2 separate regions of the Arabidopsis thaliana genome follow, and region 1 is linked to region 2. Evidence: chromatin contacts called from public ChIA-PET data. All regions are on one chromosome and are shown on one strand. The core of a region is the stretch at or near the end of the contact, and the rest is flanking DNA. Distances in the headings are between cores, read along the strand shown.

Region 1 (5,363 bases), core at 2,646-5,145, 42 kb before region 2:
CTGATCCATGTCTTATATGACTTCAACTACACCAGAGCTTTGAATTCTGTAAAGATGAGAGAAAACTTGTTTCTTGCACTACTGGAGAAAGAAATTGATAAAGAATTAGTCAGAAATTGAAAATGTCAATGGCAAATCGTTTGTGCCTTTCAAAAACACTATTTCATTTGACCAAGAAACGCATACCATTGGTAGGACTTAACCAAGTCATCCGAACCTCTCGTGGTGAATGTTATAGGCTTTTCGGTTAAGTAAAGAGACGCTATATTATATGGGGAAAGGGGGGACTTTATCAAGGATTCATTCCTCAAAAACTACAGTTAATAAGCTGTTACACGAACAAGTTGAAGAGCAAGATGGACGAATTATGAAACTGGAAGCAATACGATGGTTTTTCATTGGAACCCCTTGTATTGCTACTCATTTCAATTTTCGTATTTATGTGCTTTTTTGATATTGGAAGATATTGACTACTGAGCAGTGTCCTAGAAAATAGACAATTCATGAAACATAAGGTAACTGAGAGCAAAATATAGTGACAATGCCATTTTCCGGGACATTTTCCTTTCCCGGGTGTTGGTACAAAGACAGGACACAAGCCCTATTAAGTCTCAAAAAACTCACTTCAGCTTAGATTTTGAAGAGCTCATTAGAGGTTTAGCAATGGGACGAGCTGGAGCTGCCCTCGTGGCTTTCCTCAAGTCATACTTTATCATAGAGAAAGCGCAGATCATCGCAAGCACCATAGTTGGGTACACATAAACAGTTTTGGCTGGGTCAGTATTTACTGGCTTCCCTAAGATCCCTTCTTTAACAAGACCCCATACTAGTAGCAATGACCCAAACATGCTCATCCTTCCAGGCTTTAGCAAACCCACAAACGCCCCAGCTACAGAAAAGTAGCTCCCTGCAAGAACCTGTACAAAATGTATCACTTGTGAGACTATTAGTAGAATCTTAAGTGAACTGTGTTAGGAGCTCTTGAGATAGAATAAGCGAACCTCTAGGCGTTGAAGATCGGTCACTGCAGAAGCTTCTTTCACATTGGTGAGATTGTAGATATCTAACACATTTTCCCACTTTGGAAATGTCATGTTGATGGCAAGGCCATTGACTACAGCACCAGGGTATAAGAGAGCCTTAATCATCGGAACAGGAAAGATCTCACTAGAAATCAACTGAGACGATGTCACATGGATTGGCGATGAACACATACCAGATCTACATGGAACTCTGTTTTTAAGATTACGATTCAAGTCAGATCAACCAGAGAGACAAACAAACCAAGTAATGACTAATGATCCATATTATTAAGATTCTAATCAACTGATAAAATTTTGAATCAGCTTAGAGTTTCATACTAAAACCAGCTACACAAAAATGCGGAAACTTGAAAATGAATCAGAAATCAAGTTTTTCATTAATCAACCTTACGCAAGAGAAAGACTAAGCGTCGTCCACATATCGGATTCATAGACGCATCACTAGATAACGAAATATAGGGTTCGAATTACGCAGCTGAGAGTTTGTTTTAGTATGAATTTACCTGAAGAGAGGGATCTGGAATAAGATCAAGACGAAGTAAACCGATGAAGCCATAGACGTCCATTTCTTTATCCATCCCTTTGATTGCCCTGGGTTCGCCATTAACAAGCCCGCAAAGAAATCAAATCTAGAGAGAGAGAGAGAGATGCAGAGTGGACCCGTTGTTACCAGACGATAACGACGAAGAACAAAATAAATACTTTATAAACGACACGCTTTGCTACACTGTAAACACAAAACGGAGTCAGTGTTTAGATCTTTAAGGGATAAACGACGTCGTTTACAAAGATTCATATAAAAATCCGATTATTTTTCTCACTGCTGCTGAAAACAGCAAACAGTTTTGATGATAAAAGCCATGGCTCTATCTTCTGCCGGCGTCGTCTCTCATCTTCATCCTCCGTCGTTTTCTTCGTCGTCAGGATTATCCGTCAACAGAGTTCTGTTTCGGAATCGGAACGCTAGTCCTTGTGGTCTATCTCTTCCAATTCTCAATCCGTCTCGGTCTGTACTTGTTTTTGCTCGTGGCAAGAATCGAAAAGGATTCGTGTCTTCGTCTTCTTCGTCTCCGAAGAAAAACAAAAAGGTAAGAAAATCAGAATGAGAATGATTTATGTTCGCAATTGCTCTTACCTGCTGCTTTCGCCGAATTTGACTAGAATTTGGATACACTAACTAAGTGAGCTATTATCGGTTAGAATTGGTGAATCCTCGAATTAGACTTTGGCTCTTTTTGATTTTGTATCAGCCTTTGATTTCATGGTTTGTGGCAGAAAAGTTTGGATGGAGCTGATAATGGAGGAGGTGAGGAGGAGGAGGATCCATTTGAGGCATTGTTTAATCTTTTAGAAGAAGATTTGAAGAATGATAACTCGGATGATGAGGAGATAAGTGAGGAAGAGTTAGAGGCATTAGCCGATGAGTTAGCTCGAGCATTGGGTGTTGGTGACGATGTTGATGACATCGACTTGTTTGGTTCAGTCACTGGTGATGTTGATGTTGATGTTGATAATGATGATGATGATAATGATGATGATGATAATGATGATGATGATGATGACAGCGAAGAAGATGAAAGACCGACTAAGCTGAAGAATTGGCAGCTTAAAAGACTGGCTTATGCATTGAAAGCTGGGCGTCGTAAAACTAGTGTAAGTTTTAGTTCAGTGTTGAAGTGATGTTGAATACATTGTGTAAAGCATAGTGCTTGAGTTAGTGTCTGCTTTGGAGATTTTGCTTACGAATTGTTTAAGAGTTGACAAAGAACAAGTAGTTCTCTGGTTTTCAAATGCATAATTGATAACGGATGGTTTTGTTGTGATCTGTAGATTAAAAATCTGGCAGCTGAGGTTTGTCTTGACAGGGCTTATGTTCTTGAATTGCTTCGTGACCCGCCTCCAAAGCTGCTAATGCTAAGTGCTACACTACCAGATGAAAAACCGCCAGTAGCAGCACCTGAGAACTCCTCACCTGATCCAAGTCCTGTGGAATCATTATCAGCTGAAGATGTTGTGGTCGAACCTAAGGAAAAAGTAAAAGATGAAGCAGTTCATGTGATGCAACAGAGATGGTCTGCTCAGAAAAGAGTGAAGAAAGCTCACATTGAAACGCTAGAGAAAGTTTACAGAAGATCAAAACGACCCACTGTAAGGATTCTCCTTTTACATTTGAATCAATTTCTATGTTACTTGAATGCTCTATCTCACATATGATCATGTTTGATGATGCTGTGAATAGAATGCTGTGGTTAGCAGCATTGTTCAAGTGACCAATCTTCCAAGGAAGCGAGTTTTGAAGTGGTTCGAAGATAAAAGAGCAGAAGACGGAGTTCCAGATAAGCGAGCTCCATATCAAGCTCCGGTTTGATCTAATGTTAACGTTGAGATGGCAATGATTTGTATACTTGATTCTCAGAAACTCATCAACATTGTCGTCAAGGACAAGTTTTTTTGGTGATACGAGGAGTGTTTATAGTAGTAGATTCTGTCCAATGGTGTGGCTGGATATGTTGGACTATGAAATTTTAGGATATCTTGTATTCAGTTTTTAGTTATTTCCTTGCTGAGATTGTGTCTTGTAGAAAACCGTTTCAACTTTGTTTGGTTTATGGCGGCTATAAAGTTTAATTTTAATGCATGACAAAAACAAATCACCAAAAATAAAATAAATTACTTTCACGACACTTTTGAAAGCACTGCCCTAGGCGTGGGCCATGTGACAGAATGAAAGAACTCAGACCAAACTTTTCTGTCCAAGGACAGGAATGGGGCCCACCCAATTAGCTCCCCTATCCATTATTCACCGTAAGATGCTAACCAGATCTAACGGCTAAAATCCACCCACGTTCCAATCTCAATTGCCTTTGGATCCTTGTATTTCCTCAAGGCTCACCTTTCTCCACGATTCACTCTCGATATCCGTTCGATTCTTCAGAGATCTGACGGCGGTAGCCAGAGTAATCTATTCCTTCCCAAAATGTCTCGCAATTAGATTCTTTCCAAGTTCTTCTGTAAATCCCAAGTCCCGCTCTTTTCCTCTTTATCCTTTTCACCAGCTTCGCTACTAAGACAACAAATCTTTCCCTCTCTCTCTCGCCTGATCGATCTTCAAAGAGTAAGAAAAATGCAGGAACAAGCGACTAGCTCTTTAGCTGCAAGCTCTTTACCATCAAGCAGCGAGAGGTCATCAAGCTCTGCTCCACATTTGGAGATCAAAGAAGGTAAACAAAAATTGTCGATTGTTTTATTTTCATATCTTCTCCCAACGAGTGATCTCATTGATTTTCATTCTCATGCATTGGATATCTAGTAAATTCACATCTAGATTTTGTATCACCATTGATTCACATCTAGATTCACAACTTTTAGTCTCCCCCAGAAGATCTGCAATTTTTTATTGTATTTAAAAAGTTTGAAACTTTTCGTCTAAAGTCTCTTTTATGTTTTAAAGGAATTGAAAGCGATGAGGAGATACGGCGAGTGCCGGAGTTTGGAGGAGAAGCTGTCGGAAAAGAAACTTCCGGTAGAGAATCTGGATCGGCGACCGGTCAGGAGCGGACACAGGCGACTGTCGGAGAAAGTCAAAGGAAGCGAGGGAGGACACCGGCGGAGAAAGAGAACAAGCGGCTGAAGAGGTGTCTTTTTCTCTATTCATTGAATTTACATTTTTACCCTTTATATGGAAGGTGATTATGTTAAATAACGGTTGCGTGATGGGGTTGTTTGGTAATTTTGTGGTGAAAAGGTTGTTGAGGAACAGAGTTTCAGCTCAGCAAGCAAGAGAGAGGAAAAAGGCTTACTTGAGCGAGTTGGAAAACAGAGTGAAAGACTTGGAGAACAAAAACTCTGAACTTGAAGAGCGACTCTCTACTCTTCAGAACGAGAACCAGATGCTTAGACATGTACGTTTTGTCGATCTTACTGTTGACTTAACCTGCAACGTCAATGCTTTTGCCATTTGTTTTTTGATATATCACAGTACTGGTTTATCACATTTACGAGTCTAGGATTGACCAATAATTAGTTTAGTTAGTTAAAAGGATCTAAGAAGCTAACTTAAGCTTTAGATTAATTCTCAGAAGGCATGTAGGTTCTTGAAATGGTCATTCACTCGCATATTCTCTCAAAAGGCATGTAAATTCTTCAATGGTTCTTGAAATGCTCACTCATTTTGTTCTATATGAATGGAGAAGATGAGATTGCAAAGTTGGATCTCTATGTGTGTGTGTGGTAATAAAGTCTTTTGAGTTGTTATGTTTTTTATGTGGTGTAGATTCTGAAGAACACAACAGGAAACAAGAGAGGAGGTGGTGGTGGTTC
Region 2 (5,329 bases), core at 1,989-4,488:
ACCCTTGGTTCCAAATCTACCAGCTCTGCCAACCTATACCATACACAGCAAAACGGTAAAGTTACAAGAGCCCTTTCAGTGAGATCAACAATCAAATAATAAATTTCAGTATTATATACTTACCCTGTGAAGATAGGTATCAGCAGAATCTGGCATGTCATAGTTGATGACAATGTTGACACGCTCAATGTCAATCCCTCTTCCTACCAAGTCAGTCGCCACAAGGATCCTTTTGTGCCCTTCCTTGAAACTTTTGTATCGAGTCAACCTACATAACATATCGTATTAGCCTTAAGAATTGGACTCCTCTCCATGAGGGCTTTAAGAGCAGGTAGGGTCCTTCAAAAACATTGAATTTTGAAGAGAATGTACAGACCTCTCTTCTTGAGACATTCCAGAGTGGATGCATATTGAGGGGAAATTGCATTCCACCAGTAACTTGTTCAGCTCAGCAGCCCTGCTCACGCTCTTCACAAAAATGACAACTTGATTGAAGTCCAACGCATCAAGAAGGTCATTCAACTTCCGGTTTTTCTCCATCTCGCTCAGTTTGATATAGTGCTGTTACAGTATGACAGTAAAAGGTCTTTTAAGTATCAAACAACAAACTATATTTCCATTGAATAAGAAGACCTAACACCAGATAAGAGTACCTGGACAAGCCCATGAAGAGTCAACTTGGCTTCATCATCGACATATATTTCCATTGGCTGAAAGGAATAGATATCAGGTAATAATTAGCAAGCTTTTCTCAGGAAATGATTTACACTACAAAAGTGAAGATGGATGTAAAACCCCTGATCTGAGATCCTCGTCCACCAGGTTCTCTTCATAGATGTGAGTTTTGCTATGATACAGCGATATTGCTCGGAACATTAAGGCCCATACAATCACAATGAAACCTTGGGACAACACAGTACCCCACCCAAAACCCACCCAGCACTGCTAGAATTGCAAAGAAATTGAAACTGAATAAAAGGTAATGACGAAAGAAGATCCTGTTGTGCAATGGTCACTCATTCATACCAATGCTACAGAGGCTCACACTCACAGTTCTCGATCCCTACAAACTACCCAAAGCATTAGTGGATTGAGACCCATCGAGAGATCAGTTGCAGCTTTTCCAGGGCAGAACCGCAGAAGATGCCCAAATAATGCTATAATCACCCATAGAAACCATACCAAAGCTACAGAGTCTCACACTCACAGTTCTCGTTCCCTACAAACTACCCAACCATTATTGGATTGAGACCCATTGAGAGATCAGTTGCCGCTTTTCCAGGGCAGAACCGCAGAAGACGCTCAACTAATGCTATGATCACTCATAGAAGGCTAAAAATAGTTGAAAACTAGAAGACTTGCAAAGGGAGAGAGAATTGGCCATGGAACATTACATCTTGCATAAATTTTTTGCAGACTGGGCGTATCTCTTTGCTGAGCGTTGCTGAGAACATCATTACTTGTTTGTCATGAGGAGTCATCTTGAAAATCTCCTGCACATCCCTTCGCATGTCTGGTAAAAAAAAAGTTAAAGTGTTAAAACATAAAATTATTCAGGGATCGATGTAATAATGATGTCAGAAATCAGCATACCAAGTGACTCGAGCATTTTATCACATTCATCAAGAATAAAATGCCTCACATTCTTCAAAGAGAGATCTTTCTCCCTGGCAAGTGCAAGCACCCGACCAGGGGTACCAACAACAATGTGAGGACATTCATTCTTCAGCAAGTCTTTGTGAATTTTAATGTTGACTCCACCATAGAACACCGAAACCTTTGTATCAGGCAGATAGGTACTGAATCGCACAAACTCATTGCAGATCTGCAAGTAATTGTCAGCATCAAGGCAAAAAGCATTAGAGGAAGAAGACGTACAACAAAACTATAAGCCAAGAACCTGAGTGAAACAAGAAGGTCATACCTGGTAAGCTAGCTCTCTTGTATGGCACAAGACAAGTGCAGAAACCTGGCCAGGAGATGGTTCAATCTGTTGTAGAGTAGACAGGACAAACACAGCAGTCTTCCCCATACCAGACTTTGCTTGGCAGATGACATCCATGCCCAAGATAGCTTGAGGGATACATTCATGTTGCACTGGTGGAGAACCAAAGAAAATTGTACCGAAGAAAGCCTTTATAAGTAGATGATAACCTCCATATCTTTTAAATTGGTGGCTTTAGCACATGTTTAAGCTCACTCCAAACCAATAGATTGAAATATCGTTTATTACCTGGAAAAAGTAATCAGTGAAACGTTAATAAACAAAGAAAACAAAAACCATTATAACAGGAAATAAAAAAGAATTTGACCTCAACACAAACTTTTTTTAATTTAGTTAGATGATAAGCAAAGGACCAAGATAAAGTATAAAATATCTTTAACCAACATATCTTCTCAAAACTAGACGAAGTACATATAATTAAAAGTTTCCGGACAACTAAAACATCTTATGGAGAAGTCACTTCTGTAAATTATACAATATCATTCGGTAATAGAATGGTGAAAGGCAAGGCAGAAAAGTCAAAGGTAGGGTGTATTTCATTGTAATAACCTTCAGATGGATGTTCAAATCCAGAGTCAACAATAGCTCTGAGAAGCTCCGGTTTTAAAAGGAAGTCTCTGAATCCAGAACTGTGTATTCCCACGTACCCTCTGTCACAAAGAGAAAATACAAGATGATAAACACATGACCGTCTAATATTGGGTAGGTTCCAGGAATTTTAGCATTGAAGAACTTAGTCAATTGTCATAAAGTTAAGCAACTAACCAAACACATAGATAATTGAAGAACTTAGTCGGTTGTTATCAAGCAGTAATCTAAGAAAACCCTAAATTTAAACATCCACTATCTCATGAAACAGATCGAGGAAATCATAAAACTCACTTTTTCACGGCTTCACCGTTAACTTTGTTTCCAGAATCTGGGACCTTCTCGTCTTCTTCTTCATAGTCCAAGAGCTCCTCCTCGTAGGCTTCGTTGTCTCTAGCGTCTCCCATACTTCGCAAATTCAACAAGCTGCAGAGAAATTTCGGGTAAGATTCCAAATCCAAAACATTAACCTAAGATTCAGTAGGAAAGCATCTTCCATTGGAACTTTGGATAAGCAATTGAGTTCTCGAGCGAGAATTTTACCTGAGATAAGGAGCAGAGTTGGTTGGATCTCGAAATCGACTAGGGTTTCGAAATCTCTGACTGAAGAGAATGAATCACCAACGCCGCGTTGGTGTCGTAAATAAATATATACAAGGAGACTGGATAGGGTTGACAATAAGCTTTACTTTAATGGGCCTAAAGTTTTTATTAATCGGCCCTTCTGCGCCAATTATTATCTAAGTTTTTTTTTCTTTTTTTCTTTAGTGGGTTCGAGTCAATTTAGACAATGACGGTCAGGGCTCGTCTTGGTTTAGTGGGTTCGAGTCAATACGAACAGAACAGTAGAGCACAATAGATAACAAATTGGTTTAGTTAAGATATTTCATTTCCCTTAATAACAATGTTTTTGTTTCAAGGACCCAACAAAATTGTAGGCCCATTAATTAAAACAAAACCCAATTTAGACTGAGTTCAACCATATCTTTCACTCTCTTTGGAATCGTTTGGACGAAGCTCAGATATTTTTACTCTTGCAATTCAGAGATTTCGAAACCCTAATCCGATTTCGCGATCTAACCAGCTCTGCTGAGTTCTCAAGTTATCCATCAGACTCTTCTGTTTATTAGCAAATAAAGCTTTGTAAGGAAAGCCATTGTGTACTTTCACTTTTATTGTTTTATAGTCTTCAATAAATAACACATACAGTAGTTTGCTTATGTAATAATTTGTATCATGAAAACTTTATTAACGATTTTCAATTTATAATTTGAAATCAGTGAAGTAAGTTGTTAAGTTTAGGGAGAAACAAAGAAAAACTTGCAGCAGTGCTGAAGCAAAAATATGGACCAATATTGCAGTAATGAATAGTTTTGTCGTAGAATACAACCAACTTTATCAGTGCTCAGTAATATCAGCATTAAATTTAGTAAACCTACTAGTTGTACTTTTTAGATTTCCCGCATAAATTACGAACGTATCTTTACCCTTTTAATGATTACAGTTATTATAAACTGATTAACATGAGTTAGTGATCCATCAGAAATTCCACCAAACCGGGAAATGTAAAGACTCTTTTCAGTATCTCGGTTTTTTACCAACCACTGCCGTGGAAAGTACACATCAAAATTCAAAATCTACAGAGATCAATAAACGAGAACGAATACAAGAAGTTGGAACCCTAGAAATTTTGAAAAAAAGAACATGAACTCTGCAGGGAAAGAAAACTGAACCGGAAGTAACCGGTATGTATCCTAACAGAACTCATCTAATCCACTAGGCTCCACCAACACATAAAGCGGCTTCCCTTTGAGCTTGTGTTGCCCCTAAAAACAATTCAAAATTTTCACAAACTCAATGAGCAAATTTGAGTTGAGATTATAACAAAAAAACTAACTCTATCACTACATTTTAGAAATCATTTCAAAAGAACAAAACCAGAGATAACTTCTTAGACAAGTAAGATAAATGTGACTCACCTTGACTTCAGGCAAGCCAATAACACAAGCACACTCAACAACTTCAGCTCCTTGGCTCTCTGTAAAACGTCAAACTGTATCACATTACAATTCAAGACCAAAAAATTCTCTTTAAAAACTGAAAAAGAAAACAAGAAGAAAGAAAGAAACCCAATAGGCTCATTGCGGCAGAAAGAGTGCCGCCAGTAGCAACAAGATCATCAATGATAATGACGCGTTCGCGTGGCTCAACAGCGCCAACATGCATCTCTAAACGGTCATGCCCATACTCGAGCTCATAAGACTCCGATATCACTTTCCCTATATTTTATAGTTTCGCCAATTTTTCAGAATCTCAAGAGCTTCTCTATCACAATAACCAAAACAGATAATGCAGTAAAAAAACCTGGTAATTTTCCTGGTTTACGCAAAGGGATAAACTTTGCGCCGATGGCTAATGCAATGGAAGGACCAAACAAGAAACCTCTTGCTTCAACTCCTATATAATACATTTGGATGTAAACAAACATATTAATTTCTTAATGAAGAAAAAGACAATTCTTGTTTCTCCTTTTTTTAATTGTCTTTTGTTTGCTTATATGATGTAAACCCATTTTAGAAAGACACATAGTTTTTGGCGTTACTTAACAAACTTGATGACGAAACACTGTAGTAAAGAAATGAGAGGATAAGGAAGAACAAAGGAAAAAAAACAGAGGAGTCTTACCAGCAACGACAGAGATTTGCATGTCTTTGTAACGATCTACGAAGATATCAA

What was found. ChIA-PET counts read pairs in DNA pulled down with a chosen protein or histone mark.
Region 1: a contact with region 2 is called in an H3K4me3 ChIA-PET map of shoot, with 10 read pairs. The contact joins the promoter of HY5 here to the promoter of UAP56a in region 2. A contact is called at or near these places in 1 of 2 datasets of contacts at active chromatin or transcription factors (shoot) and 1 of 3 other capture datasets (shoot).

Annotation. Positions count from the first base shown.
Region 1 is chr5:3,593,605-3,598,967 of TAIR10.1, reverse strand. HY5 (Basic-leucine zipper (bZIP) transcription factor family protein) reads left to right here and starts at 3,895. Exons shown (of 4, transcript NM_121164.5): 1 at 3,895-4,264; 2 at 4,495-4,678; 3 at 4,789-4,945; 4 at 5,317-5,363. The coding sequence starts at 4,168. OCP3 (overexpressor of cationic peroxidase 3) reads left to right here and starts at 1,731. Exons shown (of 4, transcript NM_121165.4): 1 at 1,731-2,131; 2 at 2,319-2,696; 3 at 2,874-3,191; 4 at 3,283-3,694. The coding sequence starts at 1,892. The coding sequence ends at 3,411. It overlaps AT5G11280 (tail fiber), which reads right to left and starts at 1,752. Exons shown (of 3, transcript NM_121166.4): 1 at 1,547-1,752; 2 at 1,002-1,233; 3 at 281-917. The coding sequence starts at 1,647. The coding sequence ends at 621. It overlaps AT5G11290 (transmembrane protein, putative (DUF247)), which reads right to left and starts at 42. Exons shown (of 1, transcript NM_001343176.1): 1 at 1-42. The coding sequence starts at 9.
Region 2 is chr5:3,551,005-3,556,333 of TAIR10.1, reverse strand. UAP56a (DEAD/DEAH box RNA helicase family protein) reads right to left here and starts at 3,238. Exons shown (of 12, transcript NM_121155.4): 1 at 3,137-3,238; 2 at 2,888-3,019; 3 at 2,555-2,655; 4 at 1,925-2,097; 5 at 1,594-1,825; 6 at 1,395-1,513; 7 at 654-710; 8 at 377-561; 9 at 124-268; 10 at 1-33. The coding sequence starts at 3,000. APT5 (adenine phosphoribosyltransferase 5) reads right to left here. Exons shown (of 6, transcript NM_121154.4): 2 at 5,279-5,329; 3 at 4,958-5,050; 4 at 4,723-4,872; 5 at 4,573-4,631; 6 at 4,079-4,419. The coding sequence ends at 4,348.